2 separate regions of the Mus musculus genome follow, and region 1 is linked to region 2. A link is a contact called in public Hi-C data. All regions are on one chromosome and are shown on one strand. Each heading gives the region's core, a stretch centred on a gene start, on an enhancer-like site or on the middle of the called end of the contact. The rest is flanking DNA. Distances are from core to core; before and after follow the strand shown. Region 1 overlaps Grid2 (glutamate receptor, ionotropic, delta 2). Region 2 holds the start of Grid2 (glutamate receptor, ionotropic, delta 2).

The links. Hi-C and Micro-C count contacts between places; a contact is called where the count stands out from the background.
Region 1: a contact with region 2 is called in a Hi-C map of cerebellar granule neurons, with 2.4 times the contacts expected there. The contact joins the enhancer-like site here to the promoter of Grid2 in region 2. A contact is called at or near these places in 2 of 39 promoter capture datasets (cranial neural crest and hippocampal neurons) and 1 of 484 Hi-C or Micro-C datasets (cerebellar granule neurons).

The regions. Positions count from the first base shown.
Region 1 is chr6:64,070,029-64,076,618 of GRCm38.p6, reverse strand. All of the region lies in intron 6 of Grid2 (glutamate receptor, ionotropic, delta 2), which reads right to left. Among named protein-coding and RNA genes, the nearest start is that of Gm25205, 340 kb to the left of the region's middle. Within about 2 kb of position 3,103, at least 2 of the 459 cell types and tissues checked have an H3K27ac peak or open chromatin away from gene starts, as enhancers often do. A contact at or near this core is called in cerebellar granule neurons, where this site is marked.
Region 2 is chr6:63,252,887-63,258,556 of GRCm38.p6, reverse strand. It overlaps Grid2 (glutamate receptor, ionotropic, delta 2), which reads right to left and starts at 2,551. Exons shown (of 16, transcript NM_008167.3): 1 at 1,613-2,551. The coding sequence starts at 1,700.

The DNA.
Region 1 (6,590 bases), core at 1,854-4,353, 820 kb before region 2:
AACAAGGTCTATCAGATTGTATACCTCAATTGCTTTTCTGGCTTATTTGGGTATGAAAGAGAAAACTAAAAAAGAGTAATTTTGACAGAGGCAAGGATACTGTTAATATCAGTGCTTAGAAAAATCACCTGGCCCTTATTTCTCTCTGACAGGCAGACATCCTGAGACACTAAAATCGAAGGAGACCCTGAGTAAGAAAGTTTCTCAGTAAGTCACATTTCTGTGTTTTAATTACTCATATGGATGCAACTATCAACATTGTTTCAAATCTGATCTTATATGACTGTCATCGGATCCAAAGTGGGAAACAATCACTTTTGTGTGCTTATAGAGAACTCTGTAATGAGGAAGGACAGTTATCAGAAATATTCATGGACATCAGAATGACTAAGAGCTGTGGGGATACAGACACCACGATCGACAGCCAAGACAAATGCTACAACCAGCCGTTTGCACTTGTGCTTATGGTAACTTTTTTTGTCTACAGCAACCAACCATGCTTTCTACATGGGGGGGCTAACTGAATTACCACTGAGTTTTCCCCAAGGTCTATTGCAATCCTTAAATAACTCTTGCTAGGACCACCATCCACACTATCAATTATTTACCAATATTGCCTAGTTTTTAAGAGGAGATTAGAATTTATCCAGGATGCATGGCCATGAGAAGAGGTAAGAGGTCAGAAAAAGCCACCAAATGTCATTTATTGCCTCTCAGAAGGAAAACTTAAAATAAAGCTGAGCAAGAGAGGTAGTGATAGAAACTCATTTTCACCTTGAAGCACTCCGGTTTTCTTAGGTTTTCAAGGGTCACATTTTCACAGTTTTTCCTGCAAACCACGAAGAGGCTATGCAGATTGTCAGTGATTGTAATTAATCAAGAAGGAAATTCACAACGTCGTCTCCACACATTACAGAATGCTGCAATGATCCAGCCACTGGGATAATTAGAGTCTGATGCTATGCACAGCCTTTAGACAGTGTCCCAACAGTACTTTGTGGGTTTCGTTTCACATTTCAGAGAATCTTTAATCATCTGGGATTGTTACACATCATTTTATGTGCAAATTTATAGAAGAGGCACACTAGTAGATGTGGGAATTTCTTTGACGGGGCATTGAAGACACTTATGGATGCTTTAAGACTGAAGTAATTTTTATAAGGAAATATCCGGGTGGACTGTTACTATCACCTAACACAGGTAACTAACTGTTGGAGAAACTAGGTTAGACTGGAAGAAATCTACTATGAATGAAGTGTGAGATCTGAAGCTAAAAGTAGCCCGTGAATTTTTGTCAGGAAGAGAGTGCAAGGATTCAATAGAAAAATGAAAAGACACATGAAAGTCGATCTGGTCATACTTGATAACCAACAGAAATCTTTCAACAGAATTCTCAAAATGACATGAATGATGTGCCCTGCTCAGCCTCTCTTGAACTACTCTTCACCCCTGCTTCCCACCTGTCCTGGACCACTCTTCACTCCTGCTTCCCACCTGTCCTGGACCACTTTTCACACCTGCCTCCCAGGCTGTCCATACACTAGCTTCCTAGCTTCCTCCACCTTTATCTACACTTGGACCCTCCCTTTGCTTTGTGAGCAATCACCTGACAGAATCCTTCCCTGTGCTTGCTTGTTTGCTTGCTTTGTTTTCTTTCTTCCTTCCTTTCTTTCTTCCTTTCTTTCTTTCTTTCTTTCTTTCTTTCTTTCTTTCTTTCTTTCTTTCTTCCTTCCTTCCTTCCTTCCTTCCTTCCTTCCTTCCTTTCTTTCTTTCTTTCCTTCTTTCTTTCTTTCTTTCTTTCTTTCTTTCTTTTCTCTCCAAATTGCTAACTTTGTCATGTTCTGTTCAAAGGTTACACAGTAGGAGAATACTTCTGATAATCCTTCTTTGTGCTTGATGACCTAGGCAGTCCTTTAAAGGGTAATTTATTTCATGAAAGTTTCATAGAGGAATGTACTAAATACCTGTTTCCACTAATGCTTCCACTCTCTTTTATCCTCTTCCTACCCTGACCACCCATCCCCTTACTGTTACCAATTGCCTATCCATTTCATGTATTTTGCTTCTTCTTTTATCCACTGCGTTTAAACAGGACCACTTTCCAGTACATTGGATGGAGGTATCTATTCAAGCAGAAGTAGCTGTGTCACTCCTCAAAGACAATGACTTCTCCTCCCCAAAAGGTCTTGACAGCCATCTTTTCTGTGGCTCCAAGAACACTCAGTTCATCCCTCCACTGAAAAACCATTGTACTGTTAAGGCTTTTAAAAGTTTTGAATGAAGATGCATGCTGCATGTCCTTGCTTTTATTATTATTATTATTATTATTATTATTATTATTATTTTATGTGTTCTGTCTTCTTCCTACTTTTTCTAATCCTCTCTTGACTCACCAAATAGTCTGGAACATACTTGGCTTACACAATTGCCAAAAGAAGTCAAAGAGTGGGACAAGTGGAGAGAAGAACGTCAAGTTGAAAGGTGATTTGAATTACGACAGAAAATTAAGACATAAGGAATTTGGACATTGTTGTTGTTGTTGTTTTGTTTTTTGTTTTTTTTTCCATACCTGACAGTACAGTCTTTTTCTTCATACCTAAGAGCTGTTTTCTGAGCACCCGTGCTCGCTGTAACAGCAAGTGCTTTTTGAGCCTGACATATGAGAGATGTTTCCAATGCCTGCCTGCTTCCCTCCGTTTGTCCACATTGCAAACAGCGTGGTCAGAAAGCAATGCTGACTTATTCTGAGCTGTCAATTCTACTCTGTTACTTCTTCCTCAAGCAGGTTCTCATTCTCCTTTGAGGTTCACATTTGCTCATCTCCCTTTCAACAGCATCTAGTGACCTTATGATCACTGCCTTCATGAGGTCTTTGACTCCTCCCTCACAGTGATGCCAAGCCATCTGTCTCAGGATGTAAAGAGTTGGTTTCAAGTTTTATGCACACTTTCAACCCTTACACACGAATGACTGAAAATCTGAACACAATCCTGTGTCTTACAATCTTGCATGCCAGCATCCGATCTCCCATAACTGATCCATGTTCCTGCTATCACACCTGTTCTCTGACACCAGCAAACCTCCAGAAACCATCTGTCACTTTCCCTGAAATACTCTCTGTCCTTCTGCTGATCACTGCTGGGTACAGTTTCTAGGTTGCCTGCCACACTAGACCTCTTCCTTTGTATGTCTCCTGTTTCTCCTTTCCATAAAAAGTTTAGTAACTAGAACCGACACATTAATGCAGATGTGAGCTGACTAGGAGATTGGAGTGGGAGACCGTCTCTCTCTTGATCTTGGCAAAGTGCTTTTGACACAGAGTCCAAGACTGTATTAAAGTGGTTCACAGCAGATTTGACTTGCACTGTGATCATATTGAATTTGCCTTCAAAGTAACGTTTTTGAGCAGCTGTCAGGCCAAGGCTCTTCCACCTAGATTTTACGTAATTGACTGTGGAATTACTTGATTTCTGTGGAATTTCAACCTTAAGGATTATTACAAGTCAATACTAACAGTTCTGACCTTGATTGTGTAATGCTACATAATCTTTTCCCTCATAGGTTCATGTCCTTTACAATTTTGATCAAGTGGAGATTGACACATGAAGAATTAAATTGGAGGACAGAGGATATTTATCTAGGCACGGTGGAAGATTCTGGCTCTGTACTTCTCAAACTGACCTTAAAAGAGTAGCTGGTGGCAAGCAGTACACATCAGAATGTATTCGGTGCCACAGAATAAAGTTAAAGTGTATTCTAGGTGTAGCAAATCCTTAGAGATTTGATTGACATTTATAGGTGATTCAGTTTTACTCAATGACTTAGAGAAAAAGAGTTTGGTTTACAAATTATTTGAAATAATTTAGTTTTATAAAAATATCTAATGTTATAATTTTAAAGTAAATATATAATAACATTTTTAGTATTTGAACACTTTCCTATTGACAGAATGTATTGACATTTATCCTTCGGATTGAGAATGTCTGAGTGGTATCTACCTTGCTGGACTTTTCAATGTCTTTCTGTAGGAGTTCTGAAAAAAATTGCCAAATATTATATAAACTCAGTTTGTAATGCATAACACTGTTAGTCCTCCAAAAATAGTAAACAGATTAAAAAAAACTATTTGAAAATAGTTTAGTTTGTCTTTGCTTGTTATTAAAAAAAAAGCTCTGTTTTCTTATATGAAGTAATCAAAAACTTACTAACATATTTTACAACTTATACAAATATGTGTAGTATTGCACACTACTATCATTTATTATACTAATCTTAAAAGAACTGCTCCCTTTTGTCTTGAAGATTGTAATAGTAAATCAATCTCTGGGGCTTTGATTCTGCCTCCCACATTTTCCATTTTTCTTTCTAAATTCCATGAGTGGCATTCTGATCATATCTGCTAGTTCACTGATTGCTCTGGGCAATTACTTAGCAAGCCTAGTTTAAGCATGGATGTATAACCTTCAAATCTTCAAAGCAAGACTGGGTATGGTTGTATAAGCCTTTAATCCCAAGACTTGGGAGACAAAGGCAGTGGATCTCTGTGTGGTCAAGGAAAGTTTAGTCCATAGAGTGAGTTCCAGGATAGCCAGGGCTACATAGAAAAAAAAAAACCTGTGTCAAAAAATAATAAATAATAATAACAAACTTCAAACCCTTGTGTTTTCTAATCCACTGATTTACATTCTGTAATGAGTTTTGTTTGTACAAGGCCAGCTTTGTCCCTCTAAATTGCATTCATGGTCTTAACCCTCCTAACAACCTAACACTGGAAAGACAGGTTTTCTTGGAAAAACTGGGGAGCCTTCGCTTTTCTCTCCATTGTACCCAAGCTAACAAAGCTTCAGCATGCAGGAAAGGCTGCTTCCCCAAACTCCAGTGCTCACCCTGTCACTGTTACTTATGATACAACTTCAGCTAATCCAGGGTTATTTGCTTTTTGATATCCAATTTAAGATTTATGAAATTTGTCTTCAATGGTCTCCAAACCTTTTCCCCCTTTCTTAATGCATTTAAAAGGCAATGGCTAGGAGCACACTGGCAGGTCTGTAGTTCCTCATCCCTCAGCACATAAGTCCACTCTATGTTAGAATTCAATTTCTAGCCTTGGTGCACACCTGAGCCCTATTTGCATACTTGCATTCATAAGCATTGCTTTCAGCTGGGCACTCCAGAATGCTGAGATAAAAATCTATTTGTGGTCCCCCTCATCACCTGCTTTGCCTCACAGACCTGAGCTGAGTGGGCTTCTTTTCCTAAAGAGCTTTCTACTCCTGAACTGCCAGGCAGTGAGAACCCAGTGAGAATTTATTGCAGAGATTTAGCTGCTTTCTCTAACTAGAGTGAAATAAAGCTTTAAACCTGGGAAGGGCTGAGTACCAAGATCTCTGCTTGTAGTGGAATACTTTAAATTCAAGAGCTCTGAACACATTCTCTCAATTATGTAAATCTTTCCATATAAAAAGTTTGTCACTTCTCATTTTCATATAGTAAATATTTAGTATAATTCTATCAGACATAAGAGGTAAGCTAATATGAAACAAACAATTTTCCCCCAAAATAACCTCTTTTTGATCTCTTTTATTTGTAGATTTGAGGACAAAAGGTGGGGTTGTGTGTCTGCAGGACCCCCTTCCTTCCCCTGAGTGTGGGTGGGGACACAGAGAGAAAGTGCTTGTTGTGTGGTTATTCAAAACAACGGTTACATTGTTAAGCAAATGGATTTTGATGCTCTCTGTTTTCCACAAATGTCAGTCATTGGTGTTCCTAAGTGTTGTTTATATTTCCTGATACTTCTTTTGATGCAAACAGATTTTTTTTCCATTTTTTATTAGGTATTTAGCTCATTTACATTTCCATGTTGTACAAGCCTGCACTCCCACCAACAATGGAGGAGTGTTCCTCTTTCTCCACATCCACGCCAGCATCTGCTGTCACCTGAATTTTTGATCTTAGCCATTCTGACTGGTGTGAGGTGGAATCTCAGGGTTGTTTTGATTTGCATTTCCCTGATGATTAAGGATGTTGAACATTTTTTCAGGTGCTTCTCTGCCATTCGGTATTCCTCAGGTGAGAATTCTTTGTTCAGTTCTGAGCCCCATTTTTTAATGGGGTTATTTGATTTTCTGAAGTCCACCTTCTTGAGTTCTTTATATATGTTGGATATTAGTCCCCTATCTGATTTAGGATAGGTAAAGATCCTTTCCCAATCTGTTGGTGGTCTTTTTGTCTTATTGACGGTGTCTTTTGCCTTGCAGAAACTTTGGAGTTTCATTAGGTCCCATTTGTCAATTCTCGATCTTACAGCACAAGCCATTGCTGATCTGTTCAGGAATTTTTCCCCTGTGCCCATATCTTCAAGGCTTTTCCCCACTTTCTCCTCTATAAGTTTCAGTGTCTCTGGTTTTATGTGAAGTTCCTTGATCCACTTAGATTTGACCTTAGTACAAGGAGATAAGTATGGATCGATTCGCATTCTTCTACATGATAACAACCAGTTGTGCCAGCACCAATTGTTGAAAATGCTGTCTTTCTTCCACTGGATGGTTTTAGCTCCCTTGTCGAAGATCAAGTGTCCATAGGTGTGTGGG
Region 2 (5,670 bases), core at 1,302-3,801:
AGTGAGAAACCCCCAGTCATCAAATGAATATAAAGAAAGGCATAGCAATCCCACCCCCGGTCCTGCTCTACTCACTTACAACTGGACATAAATTCATGTCATGTCTTTACGAAAAGCATGGTTCATTTCCAAACTCTTATCAGAGCGTTACTGAACCCTTCAATGAGATTTCTTCCTGAAAAGTTCTGAACCTACAGGCACTGTAAGCCCCAGGCAAAACGGGATCCAGAAGGCCAGCTATGTAATGCTTCATTTTCTTAATGCACAAGGGCAAGGCTTTCTGAATTGTGACCTCATTACCCCTTGCACAGAGACATATAGTCCCATTGAAATAAATGATAGAGAATGGCAGACATGTTTACAAAGACAGCCTATAATACCAAAAGAGGGAGCCCCCTGGAGCTGAAGATCTGTCCACCACAGGCACAAACACACCAGACAGAAGCCCCTTGCTTGGAAGTAACTACCACCTGCAGCTGCTTCACCTGCCACGTGTGTGTGTGTGTGTGTGTGTGTGTGTGTGTGTGTGTACGCGCGCGCGCGCGCGCCACGGTAGAAGGGCAAAGAAGCTGTGACCCATCTGTCGCCAGGATTTGCAGAACAGGAAACCATTTGTACTGATAAAACTCCTGTACCCAAAAAAGAAAAAAAAAAAAAATCCTCCAGAGGGGCCTCACTGCAGCCCAGCAAATGAACCTTGCTTGCCCAGGGGGCGAATTGCCGAAAAGGAAATCATCACATTAACGCGGAAAAAAAAAAAAAAAAAAAAAGGCTGCAAAAGCCAGTCTCCACTTAGCTCTCAGGGATTAGCAAGTGAGAAGAGTTGGAGCCCTCGCTGCGGGCACCCTGCATGATAATGACTCGAGCCCCGCCGCTCCAGCCACGTTGCCCGGACGCTCGGCTCGCCAATAGGTGGGGCCAGGAGCCTGGCGACCCGCGGGGCCTCGGGGCGCCCGGACTCAGCTCGCCCGGGAGCAGCTCTGGAGATGGCTGTCAGAGGCCACCGTGTCTGTGCCGGGCACCGGAGCGGCCTGCGCCGGCATTGGCGTCTCCCACGCCCCGGACTGGGAGCGAGTGCCCCGCCATCCTCTCCAGCCTCCGAGTCGCGGGAACCGCAGAGGACGGCGAGCTTGGGAGTCCGCATCGATCGCCGCAGCGGACTCGGCCGCTCAGGATGCAAAACCACCTGTTCGAGCCGCGGGGAGCGCCCCCGGCCCCAGCCCGCATCTCTCCCCCGCGGATGCCACTGCCAGCCTTACCCCCTATGATTTTTTTTTAATGGCTCAAATGTACATCCGGGAAAAATCGAGAAGATAGAGTCAATCAAACTTCCTTCTCCCCACACCCGGAGTCCCCACACTCCCCACACTCCTGCGCGGAGGCAGGCGTGAGCCTCTAGTGCCCGGCCCGCACTCCACACACGGCCTCACTCCGCGCCGCGAGGCTCAGTCACTGCTTAGGGAAAGCTGAGCCCGTGAGAGCGCGGGCACCGAGGGGAGCGAACCTAGGCCACTCTGGCAGCAGCCGGAGGCTCGAGGGGGTGGGGAAGCAGAGATCACAGCCAAGGAAACGTTAGGGAAAGTCGCCACAAGCCACAGAAGCCCTGTCTTACCGATGTGGATGATAGAATCAGCGGTCGCCAGGTCCCAGGTTCGAGACCAACAGAAGGACAGAAACAAGAGCAAGGGGAAAACTTCCATCCTCCGATGCCGATCCTCCTTGACCACGACTTTGCTTCCAAGACGTAGATATTCTCTTAAGCGGTCCACAGAGTTTGAGGTCAGGATAGAGTTGAGTGCAGCTTTCCCCCTAATTTCCAAATCCCTCTTTACAGCACAATCTTTTCTGGTCACAGAAGAGGCACGGGCGACCCGAGAGCTAGCACAGCCAGAGGCAGCCTCCTCCCAAGCCCTGTCACTCGGAGGGGAATTTTGGCATTGCCAGAGTTGTTTGCAGTTGGGCTTTTTAAAAAATGTATCCAGCCTTGGCTGCTCTCGGACGGGGGGCGAGGCTGGCGCTCAGACGGTGGCCGTGGCCGCACGGGGGCCGCGGTGGCGGGTCCCAGCTCCGCCGCAACTTGGGCACCCCCGCGCCGGATGTGCCCGCGCCCTCCCCCGCCGCCGAGCCCCTCCACCCGGGGCCGTGCGCGGTCGTGGCGCCTCGCGGCCAGCTCTCAGTGCCACCAGCGAGGATGAAGATGCGATCGGAGTCGCCAGATTCCAGCGGGGAGGGGGAGGTCCGCTTCGGGAGGGGTGGCAAAAGTGAACTTGAAGGTAATGCAGCTAGTAATGCAGAGAATACTCCCCTTCGGCGCGAGACGGGCCCCGGAGCTGGCGCGGCGGGCGCGGTGGCGGGGGAGTCCGGCGGGAGCGAGCAGCGGGCCAGGCCGGCGCGCGGAGCCGCGGCTGCAGGATGCTCCCGAGCCGCTCGCCTGGCGGGATGCGGGAAGCCAACAGCAGCCTGGCAAGCTCCGCTGCAGCCCCACGTTGCCTAGAAATGGATCACCTAGGAGAAGCGAGTCCGCAAGAGAGCGGTGCTGTCAGGCGGAGAGGGGAACCGAGAGAGGAAGAGCTTCTAATAACCACCTCCTCCCCCTATCTGCAATACAAGGGAGAAACAAAACCGCGCTCTCAATTCCCTGGGAATCTTCACCCGGACTGAGAAAGGCAGGACTCAAAGAGAAGGCAGTGAAGTCCCCCACCTGCCTTGACGGTTTTTTTTTTTTTTTTGGATGTTTTTGTTTTTCCCCGTAGGTTATAAAAACAACCTAAAAAGCCACCCCACTTATTTAACCTTGCTATCCCCCAACAGGTACCGGACTTTTTTCTAGGCGTCGTCTGGAATTAGTCACATTGGCTAAGAACAAATTAGGGACACCTAGTCACTTAGGGAAAAGAAGACCTAGAAAGCTTTTAATGAGATTTCAATTATAAAGTTATAAAAAGCGGAGAACGTGCTAATTACCTTTAAACAGTGGGTTGCTCCCCCCCCCCCCCTTTCGGTCTCTGGTGTTTTTAAGGCAATCAAAATGCAGAAAGAATTTTGATATACTGTTAGAAAACAGACAGTCTTGACATTCAAATATATATCTAAAAATGTTAAGGACAATAAAACAAAACAAACAAAACAGCCTCAGTCGTCAAAATCCTGCATTAAGTTAATCACCTGTGCAGTTAAGTAGCCACAGGGAAGCTACTTGCTGTTCTTGGGGAGCCTGCAGATGCACTGTAAGGTAAGGTCCCGGCCTTAAAAGAAGGGATTTTGTGCAAGCTTTACCCCTGCTCTTGGTGACTTCTAATGACTAGTTTATATCCTTCCATCTTATTGCAGAAGGGGGTTCTGTTAACTCAATCAAGTGTGTAACTGAGGTCAGCTATTAACAGCTCTGATACTGTTTCAATTACAAACGTAGTCCACTGGCTGGGAAACTTGTTACCTGGGGGATGGATATCAGAACCCAAGTTCATTGTGAATCTGGCTAAGATCTTTTGTTCCTGTTTCCTCACTGACCCCTTTTCTACTATCTTGATGATTTGACTTAGTTGCCTATTCTCGCGTCTGAAATATCCTAACTTTCCTTCATTTTGTAAATTCCATCCCTGGACGTTCGAGAAAATGTTTTGTTCTTTTGCTGCTCACATCAACAGTATCTCATGGATTACAATAAAGTCATTCAAGTCCCTCAGCACCTCAAGAGCAGAAACCTGTCACTCATGAAACACTGCCCGACCCTTGAGTATGAAATAATCCCACCCATCTCCTAGGCTCTCAATGCAGTCTTCCATGGAGTCTAAAAGAAACACTACTTTAAAATGAGCTCACCAATGTCTTCACTGATGGTTGGGACTTATACACATGTTTTGGATAACATTGATTTGCACAGAGCCCCAGTTGTTGAATTTCAATTCTTCTGAATCTAGAACAAACCAGTACTTCCAGGAAGCCATCACTGACTGCACTTCCCAATCACTTTTCATCATCTGTTCATTTCCCCACCATGAATTCAATACGGATGATCTTCATGTTATTATTGATGTCATCTACTATTCAGAGTATTTTGATGCACTTCCATAAATGTTGATACAGATGATGAATTTTTAAAAACGGGTGTATGTCCACACAGGACTATGGTTCATTTTAAAAGCTAGTGACTCACTGTGTGTTCTATCAGGAGAAATTGGGAAGTCATCATTTAAGATGGACACAGCAATATCATATCTTAGAAGAAGATTGATAGCTGAAACCTTCGAACAAAATTGTGTCATCCCATCCTAACCTTATTCAGTGCTGTTCTTAGAGATAACTAGTAACTAAATATATTTGTGGTCATATAATCTACTAGAAACTTCTTTTAATGTACCGTAAACAAAATATTGCATTTGTTCCAAAATCCTCCATTTAGTAGTTTCCTATCATAAACACACTATAGAATAATCAGGTGCCTTTATGTACCTTCTGTTTCTGTGACAAAACATTGACTAAACCAAACCAACTTGAACAGAAAAAGCAGGTTTATTTGGCTTATAATTCCATGTCTTTAACTCTCTGTCATTGAGGAAAGCCAGGACAGTAAGTCAATCAACAACCTGGAGGCAATAGAATAATGCTGCTTACTGGCTTCCTACTCACAGATTTCTGGGTCTGCTCTCTTAATCAACCCAGAGCTACCCACTTGCCTAAAGTGGCAAGCTAGACAGAGGGTTGAACCCTTACATGTCAGCTATAAATTAAGAAAATGCTATATTGGCATGCTCAACAGACCAATCTGGAGGCACTTTCTCAATTGAGATTCTCTCTTCCCAGGTGACTCTAGTTTGTGTCAAAGAAACAAGAACTAAACAAGAACACCTGTGCTTCTTTGCAAAGGGCTTGTGTAAGTATAATTAAGTCAAAAACTCCAAAGCTTAGCATTTATAACCAACCCACTTCTGTAAGTGCCCCTAAGAGGTAGTCATAGTTCAGAACCACTATTCTAATACTTGGGCATCTAAAGAAATTTGGGTGACACATCCTGAAACACGCCAAGATATAATGATCAACCCCTGTCAATTAAAACAGGTACTCAAACATGGGTTGAAGCTTTCCAAGCAAGAAAAGCAAGAAACGTAGTAACACCATCAGCCTACTGGTTTCAATTTAGGAACAGCAGCCTTTTCTGTGTCCAAGTAATTCCTATGCACACTGAGCCCTAATTAATTGGCTTTGTATTAATATCAATTCATACACTATAATATGAATGTACAGCTATTTTTTAGAAAACTGGATATGATAGTTACCTAGAAATAAAGATTTACCATGTACAAAATGGATGTTGAATACCAAGTGTAAAAATCGCATATTTACTGACTATTAATTAATTATTGATCTACAGTGAATTAAACTTTGTATACATTAGATACATGCTAATAAATGTCTCAACCACACAGCTATGTCTTTAGCTTATTCTTTTTCTTATTCTTTGTTTTGAGATATTGTCAAAAATGTGTCTAGATTGGTTTTGAACCTATGTTCCTTCAGTCACAGCCACCTAAGTAGCTAGTATTCCAGAACTATACAAGCAAGCTAAACTTGGTCATGTTTTTTAAGTAGACTGTGCCCTCCCTGTTACTTAGCTTCTTTGGGTCTGTGGATTATAGCATGGTTGTCCTGTATTTTATGACTAATATCCAT